Regions from separate parts of the Mus musculus genome. Here region 2 is linked to region 1. The links are chromatin contacts, called in public HiCAR-type maps. All regions are on one chromosome and are shown on one strand. Each heading gives the region's core, a stretch centred on a gene start, on an enhancer-like site or on the middle of the called end of the contact. The rest is flanking DNA. Distances are from core to core; before and after follow the strand shown.

Evidence for each region. HiCAR-type assays count read pairs that join an accessible place to other places.
Region 2: a contact with region 1 is called in a HiCAR-type map of PVALB interneurons, with 6 times the contacts expected there. The contact joins two enhancer-like sites. A contact is called at or near these places in 1 of 15 datasets of contacts at CTCF or cohesin (large pre-B cells), 12 of 484 Hi-C or Micro-C datasets (CD8 T cells, the G1E-ER4 cell line, Th1 cells and 8 more) and 2 of 115 datasets of contacts at active chromatin or transcription factors (PVALB interneurons and bone marrow-derived dendritic cells).

What each region holds. Positions count from the first base shown.
Region 1 is chr12:32,738,113-32,745,533 of GRCm38.p6, forward strand. All of the region lies in intron 1 of Gm40376 (predicted gene, 40376), which reads left to right. Among named protein-coding and RNA genes, the nearest start is that of Gm40376, 17 kb to the left of the region's middle. Within about 2 kb of position 3,694, at least 1 of the 459 cell types and tissues checked has an H3K27ac peak or open chromatin away from gene starts, as enhancers often do. A contact at or near this core is called in PVALB interneurons, where this site is marked.
Region 2 is chr12:32,886,427-32,893,847 of GRCm38.p6, forward strand. It overlaps Gm33484 (a long non-coding RNA gene), which reads right to left. Exons shown (of 3, transcript XR_381437.2): 3 at 2,389-2,507. Among named protein-coding and RNA genes, the nearest start is that of Gm33484, 19 kb to the right of the region's middle. Within about 2 kb of position 4,210, at least 26 of the 459 cell types and tissues checked have an H3K27ac peak or open chromatin away from gene starts, as enhancers often do. A contact at or near this core is called in PVALB interneurons, where this site is marked.

The DNA.
Region 1 (7,421 bases), core at 2,444-4,943:
GTTATCAAAAAGGATGAGGAAGGACACTTCCATACTCATCAAAGAAAAAATCTACCAAGATTAATCAATATTCTTCAAATTATTTCACAAAATAGAAAAAGAAGGAACACTACCAAATTTGTTCTATGAAGTCATAGTTAGGCTGATACCAAAACCACATAATGACACAAGAAAGAAAGAGAACTTTCAGACCAATTTCCCTTATGAATATCAATGCAAAAATACTCAAAATTCTCGCAAACCAAATACAAGAACACATAGAAATGATCATTCACCAAAATCAAGTAGACTTCATCCAGAGATGCAGGGATGGTTCAATATACAGAAATCCATCTATGTACACTACATTAAAAAAACTGCATAATCGTTTCACTAGATGCTGCAAATGCATTTGAGAAAATACAGCATAGCTTCATGTTAAAACTTGGAAAGTTCAGGAATTCAAGGCCCATACCTAAACATAATAAAAGCAATATACAGCAAACCAGTAGCCAACATCAAACTAAATGGGGAGAAACTTGAAGCAATCCCACAAAAGTCAGAGACTATACAAGGCTGCCCACTTTTTCTCTACCTATTCAATTTAGTACTTGAAGTTCTAGCTAGAGCAATTAGACAAAAAAGGAGGTCAAATGAATATAAATTGGAAAGGAAGAAGTCAAAATATCACTATTTACAGATGATAGTATATATAAGTGATCCCCAAAACTCCACCAGAGAACTCCGACAGCTGATAAACAACTTCAGCAAAGTAGCTGGATATAAAATTAACTCAAACAAATCAGTAGCCTTCCTCTACTCAAAGGATAAATAGACTGAAAAAGAAATTAGGGAAATGACACCCTTCACAATCGTCCCAAACAATATAAAATATCTTGGTGTGACTCTAACCAAGCAAGTGAAAAATTTGTATGATAAGAACTTCAAGTCTCTGAAGAAAGAAATCAAAGAAGACCTCAGAAAATGGAAAGATCTCCCATGCTCTTGATTGGCAGGATTAATACAGTAAAAATGGCCATCGTGATGAAAGCAATCTATAGATTCAATGCATTTCCCATCAAAATTCCAACTCAATTTTTCAATGACTTAGAAAGAGCAATTCTCAAATTCATTTAAAAATAACAAAAAAACAAGGATAGCGAAAACTATTCTCAACAATAAAAGAACTTCTGGGGGAATCACCATCCCTGACCTCAAGATGTACTACAGAACAATAGTGATAAAACTGGCATGGTATTGGTACAATGACAGGCAGGTACATTGATGGAATAAAATTGAAGACCTAGAAATGAACCCACACACTTATGGTCACTTGATTTTTGACAAAGGAGATAAAACCATCCAGTGGGGGGGGGGGGGGGCAAAGACAGCATTTTCGACAAATGATGCTGGTTCAACTGGCAGTTAGCATGTAGAAGAATGCAAATTGATCCATTCTTATCTCCCGGTACAAAGCTCAAGTCCATGTGGATCAAGGACCTCCACATAAAACTGATACACTGAAACTAATAGAAAAGAAAGTGAGGAAGAGCCTTGAGCACATGGGCACAGGGGAAAGTTTCCTGAACAGTACACCAATGGCTTGTACTATAAGATCAAGAATTAACAAATGGGACCTCATAAAATTTCAAAGCTTCCTTCTATAAGGCAAAGGACGCTGTCAATAAGACAAAAAGGCCACCAACAGATTGGGAAAAGATCTTTACCAATTCTACATCTGATGAGGGCTAATATCCAGTATACAAAGAACTTAAGAAGAACCAAGTAACCCTATTAAAAAATGGGCTACAGAGCTAAACAGAGAATTCTCAACTGAGAAAATTTGAGTGGCCGAGAAGCACATAAAGTAATGTTTAACATCTTTAGTCATCAGGGAAATGCAAATCAAGACAACCCTGAGATTCTACCTCACACCAGTCAGAATGGCTAAGATAAAAAACTCAGGTGACAGCAGATGCTGGCGAGGATGTTGAGAAAGAGAAACATTCCTCCATTGCTGGTGGGATGGCAAGCTGGTACAACCACTCTAGATATCAGTCTGGTGGTTCCTCAGAAAATTGGACATAGTACTACCTGAGAACCCAGCAATAGCACTCCTGGGCATATACCCAGAAGATGTTCCAACATGTAATAAGGACACATGCTCCACTATGTTCATAGCAGCCTTATTTATAATAGCCAGGAGCTGGAAAGAACCCAGATGTCCCTCAACAGAGGAATGGATACAGAAACTGTGGTACATTTACACAATGGAGTACTACTCAGCTATTAAAAACAATGAATTCATGAAATTCAAAGGCAAATGGAGAGAACTAGAAAATATCACTCTGAGTGAGGTAGCCCAATCACAAAAGAACACACTCACTGATAAGTGGATATAAGGCAATAAGCTTGGAATACCCAAGATTCAACTCACAGACCATATGTAATGCAGAAGAAGGAAGACCAAACTGTAGATGCTTCAGTGCTTCTTATGAGGGGGAACAAAATACTCACAAGAGGAAATACGAAGACAACATATGGAACAGAGACCGAGAGAAAAACCATCCAGAGACTTTCCCACCTGGGGATCCATCCTATATACCAAACCTATATACTATATACCAAACCTAGATACTATTGTGGATGCAGGGAAGTGCTTTCTGACAGAAGCCTAATATGGCTGTCTCCTGAAAGGCTCTTCCATAGCCTGACAAATACAGAGGCAGATGCTTGCAGCCAACCGTTGGACTGGGAGTAGGGTCCCCGATGGAGGAGTTGGAGAAAGGACTGAAGGAGCTGAGGGGTTTACAGCCCCATGAAGGGAGCAACAGTGTAAACTGGCCAGACCCCCTGGAGCTCCCAGGGACTGGATCACCAAACAAAGAGTACACATGGAGGGACCCATGGCTCTGTCCTCATATGTCACAGGGGATGGCCTTGTTGTACATCAGTGGGAGGAGAGGCCCTTGGGCCTGAGATTGTTCAATGCCCTTGTGTAGGGGAATGCCAGGGCAGGAAGATGGGAGTGGGTAGGTGGGTGGGGAGCACCCTCATAGAAGCAGGGGGATGGGGATGGGATAGGGTGTTTCTGAAGGGGAGATCTGGACAGAGGAAAGCATTTGAAATGTAAAGAAAATATCCAAGAAAAAAAATTAAAGAAGCATAAGTATTCTTCAGAGGCCCATGTACAGAAAATGATTGGTTCCCAGAGAGATACTGTTGTGAGGTAGTGGTAGAGCCTAATGAGAGGAATTTAGGTCATTGGGAGGATTCCCTTAATGAGACTATGGGGCTCCAGTCTTTTGGCATGAAGTAAACAGTTTTACTCTTCCACATACTCAATACCATTACTATCTGGCACCCTTCTCAGAAGATTAAAAGCAATGGGTCAGCCTAATTACAACTTGCTCCTTTGAAATTGTAAGCAGACTTTTCCCTTTTTAAATTGAATACTTTATGTCTTTTCTAATTTTTATGCAAATATAATCTACTTTAAACATATTCCCACTCATTCCCTTATGCTTCCTTTTCTCCCTAGACAATGTTGCTTCTACTTTCATGACATCTGTATATATATAATTTCATGTATCTACATAAGCTCTAACCACAAATGAAAGGAAATGTGTGATATTTATGTTTCTTTCTGAGACTGACTTAATTTGCCTAGTGTGATTATCTCCAGCTGCATCCATTTTCCTGCAAATGACATGTTTCCTCTTTATGGCTGAAAAATATTCTACTGTGTATATATACCACACTTTCCTGGTTGGTGAATAACTTAGGTATTAAGAATAACGTAAAAGAGACTGCAAAAATCTCTGATATATATTAACTTGGAGTCATTCAAATAAATACCTAAGGGTGGTAGCATTTGGTTACATGACAGAGCTAGTCCAGACTGGTTTTGATAGTTGCTACACCAGTTTAACATATCAGCAATGTGTTAGTGTACAAAATACCCAACAAACAGGAGATAGAACTTGTAGATACCATATCCAGTGGATAGGCACAGCCCCCAGTTGAGGGATGGGGCCACCCACCCACCTCAAATTATTAATCCAGAATTCTTCCTGTCAAAAGAAAATGCAGGGACAAAGAGTGGAGCAGAGACTGAAGGAAAGGCCATCTAGAAACTGCCCCACCTTGAGATCCATCCCATCTGCAGACCCCAAAACCCAGGCACTATTGCTGATGCCTAGAACGCTTGTTGACATGAGCTTAGTAAAGCTGTCCCCTTAGAGTCTGTGACAGAACCTGACCAATACAGATGCAGATGCTTGGATGCTCACAGCCAAACATTGGACTGAGCTTGGTGACCCCAATGGAGAAGTTAGGACTGAAGGAGCTAAAGGGATTTGCAACCCCATAGGAAGAACAACAATATCAACAGAGCTCCCAGGGACTAAACCACCAGCCAAAGAGTACACATCGGGGGACACATGGCTCCAACTGGATATGTCGCACAAGATTGCTTTATGCGGCATCACTGAGAGGGGAGCCCCTTGGTTCTGTGGAGGCTCCCAGGGTAGGGGGATACTAGGTTGGTAAGGCAGAAGTGGGTGGGCAGGTAGGGGAGCACCCTCATAGAGGCAGAAGGATGGAAAAGAGGGTTTGTGGAGGGGAAACTGGGAAGGGGGATAACATTTGAAATATAAATAAACAAACAAACAAAAATTTTTTAAAAGCTGTCATCTGCCTGGCATAGAGTGAGGATGAACACTTGCCCATGCTTAGTGGCTCGCCATTTTGGAACAACAGCTCATTTATAGACTGGGTTGTCCGGTGTCCTATTTCTTTTTGTAGTTCTTTGTATCCCTTAGGTATTAATCCTCAGACATATAACTTGGAAAGAGTCTTTCCCACCTTCTAGGCTGTCCCTTCACTTATTCACTCAATAATCATTTCCTTGGTTGTACAGAAGTTTTTTAATTTCGTGGGATCTCACTTGTCAGTTGTGGTCATCATTCCCTGAGTGTCTAGGGGGCTGATCACAGTCCTTGCCTAGGCTGACCTACTGAGACTGTTTTGCTATTTTTCATCTATCAGTTTCAGAGTTTCAGGCCTTGCACTAAGATCTTTGATCCATTTGGAGTTAATTTTCACAGGAAGTCAATTATGTGTCTAGCTTCCTTCTTCCTCATGTAATTATCCATTCTTGGCAGCACCATTTTTTTTGAAGATACTCATTTGTCTCCAGTGTTTTGTTGTCATGATTCCTTTTAGTGTTTCTGTCCAAAATCAGGTAGCTGCAACTGTGTGGATTTCTATCTGTGTCCCTCATATTGTTTCGTTGACCTATTTTTGTGCCAATGTCATGGTGTTTTTTGTCACTATGGCTGTGTAGAATAACTTGCAGTCAGGTATGATGGTATCTCTCCCACTGTTCTCCTTGCTCAGGATTGCACTGGCTATCCAGGGTCTTTTGTACTTCCATATAAATTTCGAGATACTTTTACTCTACTTCTGTGAACAATGAAGTTGAAATTTTAATGGAGTTGTATTTCACAATATTAATTCTTCCAGCTGAAGGCCTTCCCATCTTCTAGTATCTTCTTCAGTTTTTTTCTTTAATGTTTTAGTTTTCATTATAGAAGTTTTTCACTCCTTGGTTAAATGTATTAGGGGCGGAGCTATTATTGTTTTTTGTTTGTGGAGGCAATCATGATGGAACTTATTTTTCTAATTTTTTTCTCTGCATGCATGCCATTGGTATTTAGCGAGGCTACTGATTTTATAGTGTGTGTGTGTGTGTGTGTGTGTGTGTGTGTGTGTGTTGGCACTTTGCTAAAAGTGTTCATCTGATCTAAGTGTCATCTGGGGGAGTCTTTAGGGTCTTGTATATAGTACCATTAGTATCTATAAACAAGGATACTTTTACTTCTTTCTTTTCTGTGTGTTCTTTTTATTTCCTAGTCTTGGTATATTAAATGAGGGTGGAGAAAATGGAAACCTTTGACTTGTTCCTGACTTTAGTGGAAATGATTTCAACATTCCCTATTTAGCATAATGTTGTCTATAGATGTGCTGCATATAACCTTTATAAGTTGAGGTATGTTTTTTTCTATGCATATGTTCCTTCTATTTCTATTCCTTCAACTTTTTATAATCCTGAAATGTTACATTTTGTAAAAAAAATTTTTACTGCATCTCTGAAAATATTCAAGATTTCTGTCAAGTCCATTTATTTATAATATCACATTAATTGACTTGTATTATGTTGAGACATCCCTGAATTTCTGGACTGAAGCCAACTGTTTGCAAATATTTGTTTGTTTGTTTGTTTGTTTACTTTATATCCCAATATCAACCGCCCTCTCCTCCCAGTACCCCAGATCCTTCCTCCACTCACCCCTCTTTCCTTTGAGGAGGGGGAGCCCTCTGGATATCACCCCAAATGCCCACCTCAGCTCACCTTATCCTCCACCTGCCCAACTCCAACACATCAGTCACTGAGGAACTAGGCACATCTTCTCTCACTGAGGACAGACAAGGCAGCCCAGTTAAGGGAATGAGATCCACAGGCAGGCAACAAATTCAGGGACAGCCCTCACTCCAGTTGTTAGAGGACCCACATGAAGACCAAGCTACACATCTGCTACATATATGCAGGGGTACCTAGGTCCAGTCCAAGCTCACTCTTTGGTTGGTAGTTCAGCCTCTGGGAGTCCCCAAGGGTCGAGGTTAGTTGACTCTGTTGGTTTTCCTGTGGTGTCCCTATCTTATTCAGATCCCTCAATTCTTCCCCCACTCTTACACAAGATTCCTGAGCTCCATCTAATTAAGTTGTGCATCTCTGCATCTGTTTCTATTGGCTGCTGGGCAGAGCCACTCAGAGGAGAGTTATGTTGGGTTCCAGTCTGCAAGCATGACAGAGTATCATTAATACTTTCAGGGATTGGTTCTTGACCATGGTTTGGGTCCCAATTTGGACCAATCATTGGTTGGTCATTCCCTCCGTGTCTATCTTTGTTCCTACACATCTTGTAGGCAGGACATGTTTTATGTTGAATACTTTGTGGGTGGGTTGCTGTCCTTATCCTTCAATATTCCTGGGAATCCTACCTGGCTCTAGGAAGTAGCCATTTTGGGATTCATATACCCCACTACTAGGAGTTTCAGCTACTGTGTCCCCCATAGCCACCCTGGGACCTCCCCTATCTCAGGTCTCTGGCACATCCTAGAGATGCCCCTCCCCCGCCCTGCTCAATACCAATTTCCTTTCCTAAGCTCTCCCCTGCTTTCCCTACACCTGACCCTCCTGCATGCTCCTCTCCCCTTCCCCCTCCCTCCTTGCTCCCTCCCTCCATACACCTCCAATATTTATTTTATTTTCCCTTCTGAAAAAGGTTCAACCAGCCTCCCTTGGACCCTCCTTGTTATTGTGTTCTTTGAGTTTGTGGATTGTAGCATAGTTATCCTATATTTTATAACCAAAATCC
Region 2 (7,421 bases), core at 2,960-5,459, 150 kb after region 1:
CATTCTTTTTTCTTAGGCAGTAGTTGATCCGTAGGTTTGCTTCAGTGTTTTAGTTGCTGCAGTTTTTGGAGGAGATCATGGTCTAAGAGACACTATATAAAGGTACTGGATACAGCTCTGCCAGGTGCTAGCCAGGGGGAGTAAGCAGAGCTCAAGTTTCTGAAGTGTAATGGAATAAAAATATCTTCCCTCAGAGTTTAACAAGACTGCCAAGGGTAACAGACTAATGGTGCCTTGTAAAGTGTAAAATAATACAAAAAAAAAAAAATGTAATGCCATCGTCTCCTCAAAGAAAAAAAATAAGGACCCAGTTGAGCAAATAAAAATCGAGATTTTTCACAAATCTGAAAACTTTTAAAATAATTAATACCCTGAGTCAGGTGTGGTGGTGCACGCTTATGAAATCCTAGCACTCGGGAGGCTGTGGCATGAGGAGCTTGAATTGAAGGCCAGCCTGGGATACATAGCAAGATCTTGTTTATAAAACAAAGCAAGAGGGGCTGGAGAGATGGCTTCATGGTTAAGAGCACTGGCTGCTCTCCCTAAGGTCCTGAGTTCAATTCCCAGCAACCACATGGAAATTGAACTTAGGACCTCAGGAACCAAATGGGAATTCCCACAACCATCTAGAATGGGGTCTGAGTCCCCCTCTGGCATAAAGGCATACATGCAGATAGAGCACTCAAATATGCAAAATAAATAAATAAATAAAACATCTTTTAAAAAACAAAAACAATAAAGTCTATACAGAAGGATGGAATTTCATGCATCTATAACAACTCAATGAGGCTTTTGGGAAAGATGTTAACAGGAGTAGAGTCTAACTTTTAGCTAAACTTTGCTTCTAAGTTCCAGGCCAAGTGTTGTTGTTGTTGTTTGAGGTGGAGTGGGGGCAGTGGTTGAAGAGCACCCTTAGATACTTGGAGGAATTGGCTAATTCTCTTCCTAATAAACTCTCTCACACAAACAAATAGATCAGATCCGAGGCAGGCTCTCTCTCATCTACTGCTTTCCTGTTTTGTCCTCTGAAAATAAATCATGAACGTGTCCACAGAGCATAGCACACTAGTGTTTAAGTTTACATTAAAAATAAGTTGTTACTAGGCCCCAAGAATTCATATTTATTTGGCTCCTCAAAATTGTTAATGGTCTGGGTCTGTTTTTCTTGTTTTCTTTTCTCTTGCTCTTAAACACTATAAATCTTTTCTATCTGAATTTGTGATAGGATCTGATAATTTTTTTAAATTTCCTCACTTTCTCTTGTTATGTCTCACTTTTCATTTCTGATTTTGTTAATTTGGATACTGTCTCTGTGCCCTTTAGTTAATTTGGTTAAGGGTTCATCTATCTTGTTGGTTTTCTCAAAGAACCAGCTCTTGGTTTTGTTGATTCTTTGTACTGTTCTCTTTGTTTCTGTTTGGTTGATTTTAGCCTTGAGTTTAATTATTTCCTACTCTCTACTCCTCTTGGGTGTGCTTGCTTCTTTTTGTTGTAGGGCATTCAGGTGTGCTGTTAAGTTGTTAGTGTAAGATCTCTCCCATTTCTTTACAAGGGCACTTAGTGCTATGAATTTTCCTCTTAGTACTGTTTTCTTGTGTCCCATAAATTTGGGTATGTTGTGCCTTCATTTTCATTAAATTCTAAAAAGTCTTTAGTTTCTTTATTTCTTCCCTGGCCAAGTTATCATTAAGTATACAGTTGTTCAGTTTCCATGGGTAAGTGGGCTTTCTGTTGTTTTTGTTGCTATTGAAGACCAGCCTTAGGCCATGGTGATCTGAGAGGATGCATGGGATTATTTCAACTTCTTGTATCGGTTGAGGCCTCTTTTGTGACTGATTAGATGGACAATTTTTGAGACGATACCATGAGGTGCTGAGAAGAAGGTATATTCTTTTGTTTTAGGGTGAAATGTTCTGTAGTTATCTGTTAAATCCATTTGGTTCATGACCTCTATTATTTTCACTGTGACTCTGTTTAGTTTCTGTTTCAATGTGCCTATTAGTGAGAGTGGGATGTTGAAGTCTCTCACTATTATTGTGTGGGGTTCAATGTGTGTTTGTGGCTTTCTGGCTATAAAAGAATCTTATGGTTGTAGGTGTGAGAAAGACTATCTCTCTTGCCTAAGCACAGTGCTCTGAACCCCCTGCTGTGGCTCAAAAGCTCACCCTTTCACTTGGCAGTTGTTTCGGAGTAGTAGTAGTAGTAGTAGTAGTAGTAGTAGTAGTAGTAGTATTGGTATTAGTCGGCGTTCTCTACAGGAATAGAACTGACAGAATGAACATATATCACTAGGGGATTTATTAGATTGTCTTGCATGATAAGGGCTGGATAGTTCAGCAGCGGCCACCTGCTTAGTGGAGAGACTGAGATGCTTTGGTGGCCCCAGTCCCCAAGTGAAGGGCTGAGGGTGTCCCACAGAGCCACTGGTCTTCAGTCCATGCTGAGAGGTTGAAGAGGCTGAGATGTGATGTTAGCAAGGCTGGCAGCAGCAGAGACAGGCACACTCACTAGTAAGACACAGAGGCAGACAGGCAAAAAGCATGGCTTCTCACTTGAACCATTTTACACCAAGGCTGCTGTCCACACTGGGAGAGGATTTTTCCCACCCACACAGACTTAGACAAACTGACCACAAGATGAACCATCACAGATGCTGTTAGGCAAGTTTCATGGTCTGGGTGTAAAATAAGAATAATAGTAGGCTCACATCACTGTTGGCACATAGTGCTAGCCCCATAGTGGGCACTAAATGAGTCTCTTGTGAGATGTTTGCTGGCTACTTTTATGTCAACTTGACACAAACTAGAGTTGTTTTGGAAGAGAGAGCCTCAGTTGAGAAAATGTCCAGTCTGGATAGCCATGTAGGCTAGCCTGTGGTGTGTTTTCTTGATTAATAATTAATATGGGAAGGCCTATTTCTGGGGTGGGGTCTACCCGTGGCCGGTGGCTCTGGGTGCTTGCTTTAAGAGTAGCATCTCCTTGAAGAGCATAGAAGCCGGGTTCTAGGATCAGGCTGACCGAGGACTGGAGGAATGGATGGCACAGTTGCTAAAGTGTCAGCACATAAGCACAAGGGCCCAAGTTAGGGTTCCCAGAACTCATGTAAAGAACCAGTGGAGGCTATACACTGCTGCAGCCTAGCATGGGATATGTGGGTAGGTGGGAGGAGACAGGCAGATTTGTGAACCTCATTGACCAGCCAGACTACCTGAATTAATAAGTTTAAGGCTCAGGGAGAGACCTCTTCTCACAAAAGTAACTGTGGAGAGCGATCAAGTACGAACGCCCCAATATCAGTACCAGGCTTCCACGTGCATGAGCACACACATGCATGCACCCCCTCGAGCACATGCATGCACACCCACACTAAGAAGTATCCACACCACAAACACATGCAACAACACACACGCAACAACAGAGAGACACCACCCTGGAACTGTGCCTTGGTGGAGTGCCCTATACACCAAATAGAGCAGAATAAAGGAGATGTGACAGTGTGTGATAGCCCAAGCTGGATCACAAAGGGCACCAAAGCTCCACTTGAGCACACCAACAGCAAGTGCCAGCTAGCCAGCTAGGTGACGTGCCTTGGACAGCAATCCTTCAGTCCCAGTGCCACCTTCAGGGACCTAAGCCCAGGCAGACGCATGACTGCAGCTTCATGAGAAGGCTGTCACTCAGCCACAGTGCGTCTGATTCCCAGCCCTCTCGAAGCTGGAAAAGCTGGTGGACAGTGAGTCTTGTTTTAAACTGTTAGCACACAGAAGACTGAACGATGATACTCCACATGTTCTAAGTATTTTATATGCAAAAACTCACTAACACTCACGCTAAGTCTATAAGGTTAGCACGATTAAATACCCCTATATAAGGAAGAGGGGAGAAAGAGAGGGCAGGGCAGGAAGGAGGGAAGAAAGGAGAGAGGGAGGGACTGAAAGAAGGAGGGCAGGGGAAGGACAGAGAGACAGAAGGACAGAGGGACAGAGGGGCAGAGGGATGGGGAAAAGGAAGGAAGGAAGGAAGGAAGGAAGGAAGAAAGGAAGGAAGAAGGAAGGAGATAAACCAGGGAGTCACTTCATATCAGTGTTCTTATCTACAGCAAACACCCTGCCCAGCCCCAAATGTCAGAGCTGCCTCGAGAAGTATGTGTGTGTCGCAATTTATTCTGAAAAATACTCTGTGTCCTACAAAATATTTTCCTTCCTATTTTGGTATTGGAGCATGTGACTTCTGTGGAAGTTGACTCCAGGCCATCGTTTTTGACTTAGAGTAAGTAGCACATTCCCCCAGAATGCACTTCTACTTTTACACAATATCTCTGGAGGAGTTATTCTGTGACTAAAACCTCACTTCTCAGACTGGGAAACGCCACCTCTTCAAGGCTGCTTCTTTCAGCCCCAGTGCACACCTGAAGGTCCACAGAGGAACACAAAGCCAGCCAGCATCTGGCCTTCCTGTGGTCCCTGTGGCTCTAGTCAGTACACATGCCCTGGCACTGAGTGATGCTGCGTTGTGATTTGTTTTCTGTTAACACCGCCTCTATGCCCAGTGATCTGTTCTCTGAATGAAAGGTGAATGCTCACCAGAAGCACACAGTGGGGCTCTCAAATGTTTGCATAAGATTTTAAAGAGGAGAATCATGATATTGGTTCTCTCAACTACTCCATATTCACAAAATCTCCTTGCTCCCGGCAAGCATCATTTCTGTGGAGGGCTGCTTAACCTCCCTGTCAGGTTGGGTATCAAGGGATCCTCGAGGTCATAGATGTGTTTATTGGAGTCAGCCTGCTGTCTTCAGTACTGGACACTATGCTATACAAGTGCTCTGCTGCCCAGAGAAGAGCAGCTGGGGAATGGAGGGGAAGACAAGACCTCACTGCAAAGAACCCTGGGAGGAGCTGGGTCTGAACAGCCCATGTGGAGAGCCGTGAACAATCGCCATTACAAGATGTAGCTGGCTTCCTCAGTGCCTAACTAGTAAACAAGCAATGTGCGCAGGTGCTGGAGTAAATTTGTGCCAAGTCACTGCCCATCCCGGGGTGTAGCAGCTAATCAGGAGCTGACACGTCACACGGAGGGGTATTTAAGCAGCACCATTTTCCGGGTTCGGGGTCTTCCTGAGAAGTAAGCAATAAAGCTTTGCCGTAGAAGGATCCGGTTGTCCGAGTGTGTTTTGCTGGCGAAACGTTACAAGGACATGCCCTTGCAGTACATGTGTGAATAGTTGGAAGACTGGCTTGAGGGGATGGAGATGAGGTGCCTCACAACTACCTGTAACTAAGCTCTAGAGGATGGGTCATCCTCTTCTGGTCTCTGTAGATACACACACACACATACACACACACACACACACACACACACACACACACACCAAACAAACAAACAAACCAACCAACCAAAATAAAACAAAATGAAAACCCTAGCTTGAGAAAGAGAGCCAGGTTCAGTGTAACTATGAAAATGGAAAATCTGTGAAAAGCCCACCCACCACTGTAGGACAAGCTTAGCATGGTGACTTCTGCCTACAATTCCCACACTTAGGAGGCTGACACAGGAAGACAGCTATGAGTTAGATGATAGCATGGGCTACATAGTGAACACTAGCCCAGCCTTAACTACAGCCTATGTCAGCACTCCGTACAACATATTTTGCAGCAGCCCTACGGTATGCTAGCCAAAGTAGAGAGAAATATTAGAGTGGCTCTAGCTAAGCCCTATGCACTCAGAAAGCCACGGGAAGTGTTGAACATGTTACCTAGAATGTTGTGGTTATGTTTAAGAGATACGGTGAACTTTCTGAAATGAAAATCATAATATTGAAATAGAAATTGCCTTGGCTTGGCTAAACGCAGATTACATAGTATAGACAACAGTAGTAACTTCCAAGACAAAAGCAAAGAATTGAAAGAAAGAAAAGAAGGAAGGAAGGAAGGAAGGAAGGAAGGAAGGAAGGAAGGAAGGAAGAGGCACAGGAGGGAGACTCACTGCAAAGTAAATTACAGGACCCTGGTATTTAGGAGGCTGAGGCAGGAAAAACACAGTTAGACAAGACTGCACTACAGAAGAGTTCCACAGGAGCCTGCATAGAGAAACACCGGCTCACACAAAGTGGCTAAGTAATAGAGCAGCTAAACTGTGGGAAAGCAGATGGGCCCTGGTGGAATTAGAGTTTCCAAAAGGCAGGGACAAGGACCTGAAATTATATAAACAATGTAGCTAAAAGAATGAGCCGTTCCTCTAGCACAAGAGACATGGAAAAGTTATACCAAGACCTTTGTACTGGCTAGTTTTGTGTCATCTTGACACAGCTGGAGTTATCACAGAGAAAGGAGCTTCAGTTGAGGAAATGCCTCCATGAGATTCAACTGTAAGGCATTTTCTCAATTAGTGATCAAGGGGGAAAGGCCCCTTGTGGGTGGGACCATCTCTGGGCTGGTAGTCTTGGTTCTATAAGAGAGCAGGCTGAGCAAGCCAGGGGAAGCAAGCCAGTAAAGAACATCCCTCCATGGCCTCTGCATCAGCTCCTGCTTTCTGACCTGCTTGAGTTCCAGTCCTGACTTCCTTGGTGATGAACAGCGATATGGAAGTTTAAGCTGAATAAACCCTTTCCTCCCCAACTTGCTTCTTGATCAAGATGTTTGTGCAGGAATAGAAATCCTGACTAAGACAACATTGCACAGCCAATCTTCTAGAAATACATATATAAGATAAAATGTCCTAAGATCAGCCACAGATGAAAAAAAGAGCTTTATATTTAGGGTGTGATAGTAAATATTTTGACCTTTTTTTTTGGTTATTATTGGAGGTAATGCAAATAAGAAAAATATGAAGCAATATTTGAAGTACTGAAGGAAGAGATATTGTTTACACCCTGGGAAAATATGTCAACATTGAAAGTAAAGCTGGATATAAAGGTCTGCAGTGCAATGCCAGCACTCAGGAGGCGGAGGTGGGGGGAGGGGCGATGTCACGTGCAGCCAGAGCTACACAGAGGAAGCTGCTGCTCCATAGCAGGGCCTGGGGATGTGGCTACTCAGACACCGCAGTGCCGGGGCACGCACGTGGTCAGAAGGCACATCTCCAAAGCTGGTTCTCTCCTTCAGTTCCCGGGATCAAACCCACGCTCCCGGGCTCGTGTGGCCAGCGCTTTTACTGACTGAGCCATCTCACCAGCCCTGTATACAGACTTTAAGCAGCTGTTTATGTTATAGCAGTTATACTCTACTGAAGCCATGGAAATTAATGGAAGAAAGGGAATAAATGGCTACTTGATCAAGCCATGTAAAGTAGTACACAGGATAAGAGGCATAAGCAAAGTAAAATCAAACAAAGTATAGAAACGCACACACACCAGGGGTAGCAGTGCACACTTTAATCCTAGCACTTAGGCAGCAGAAGTAGGCTGATCTGAGTTCAAGGCC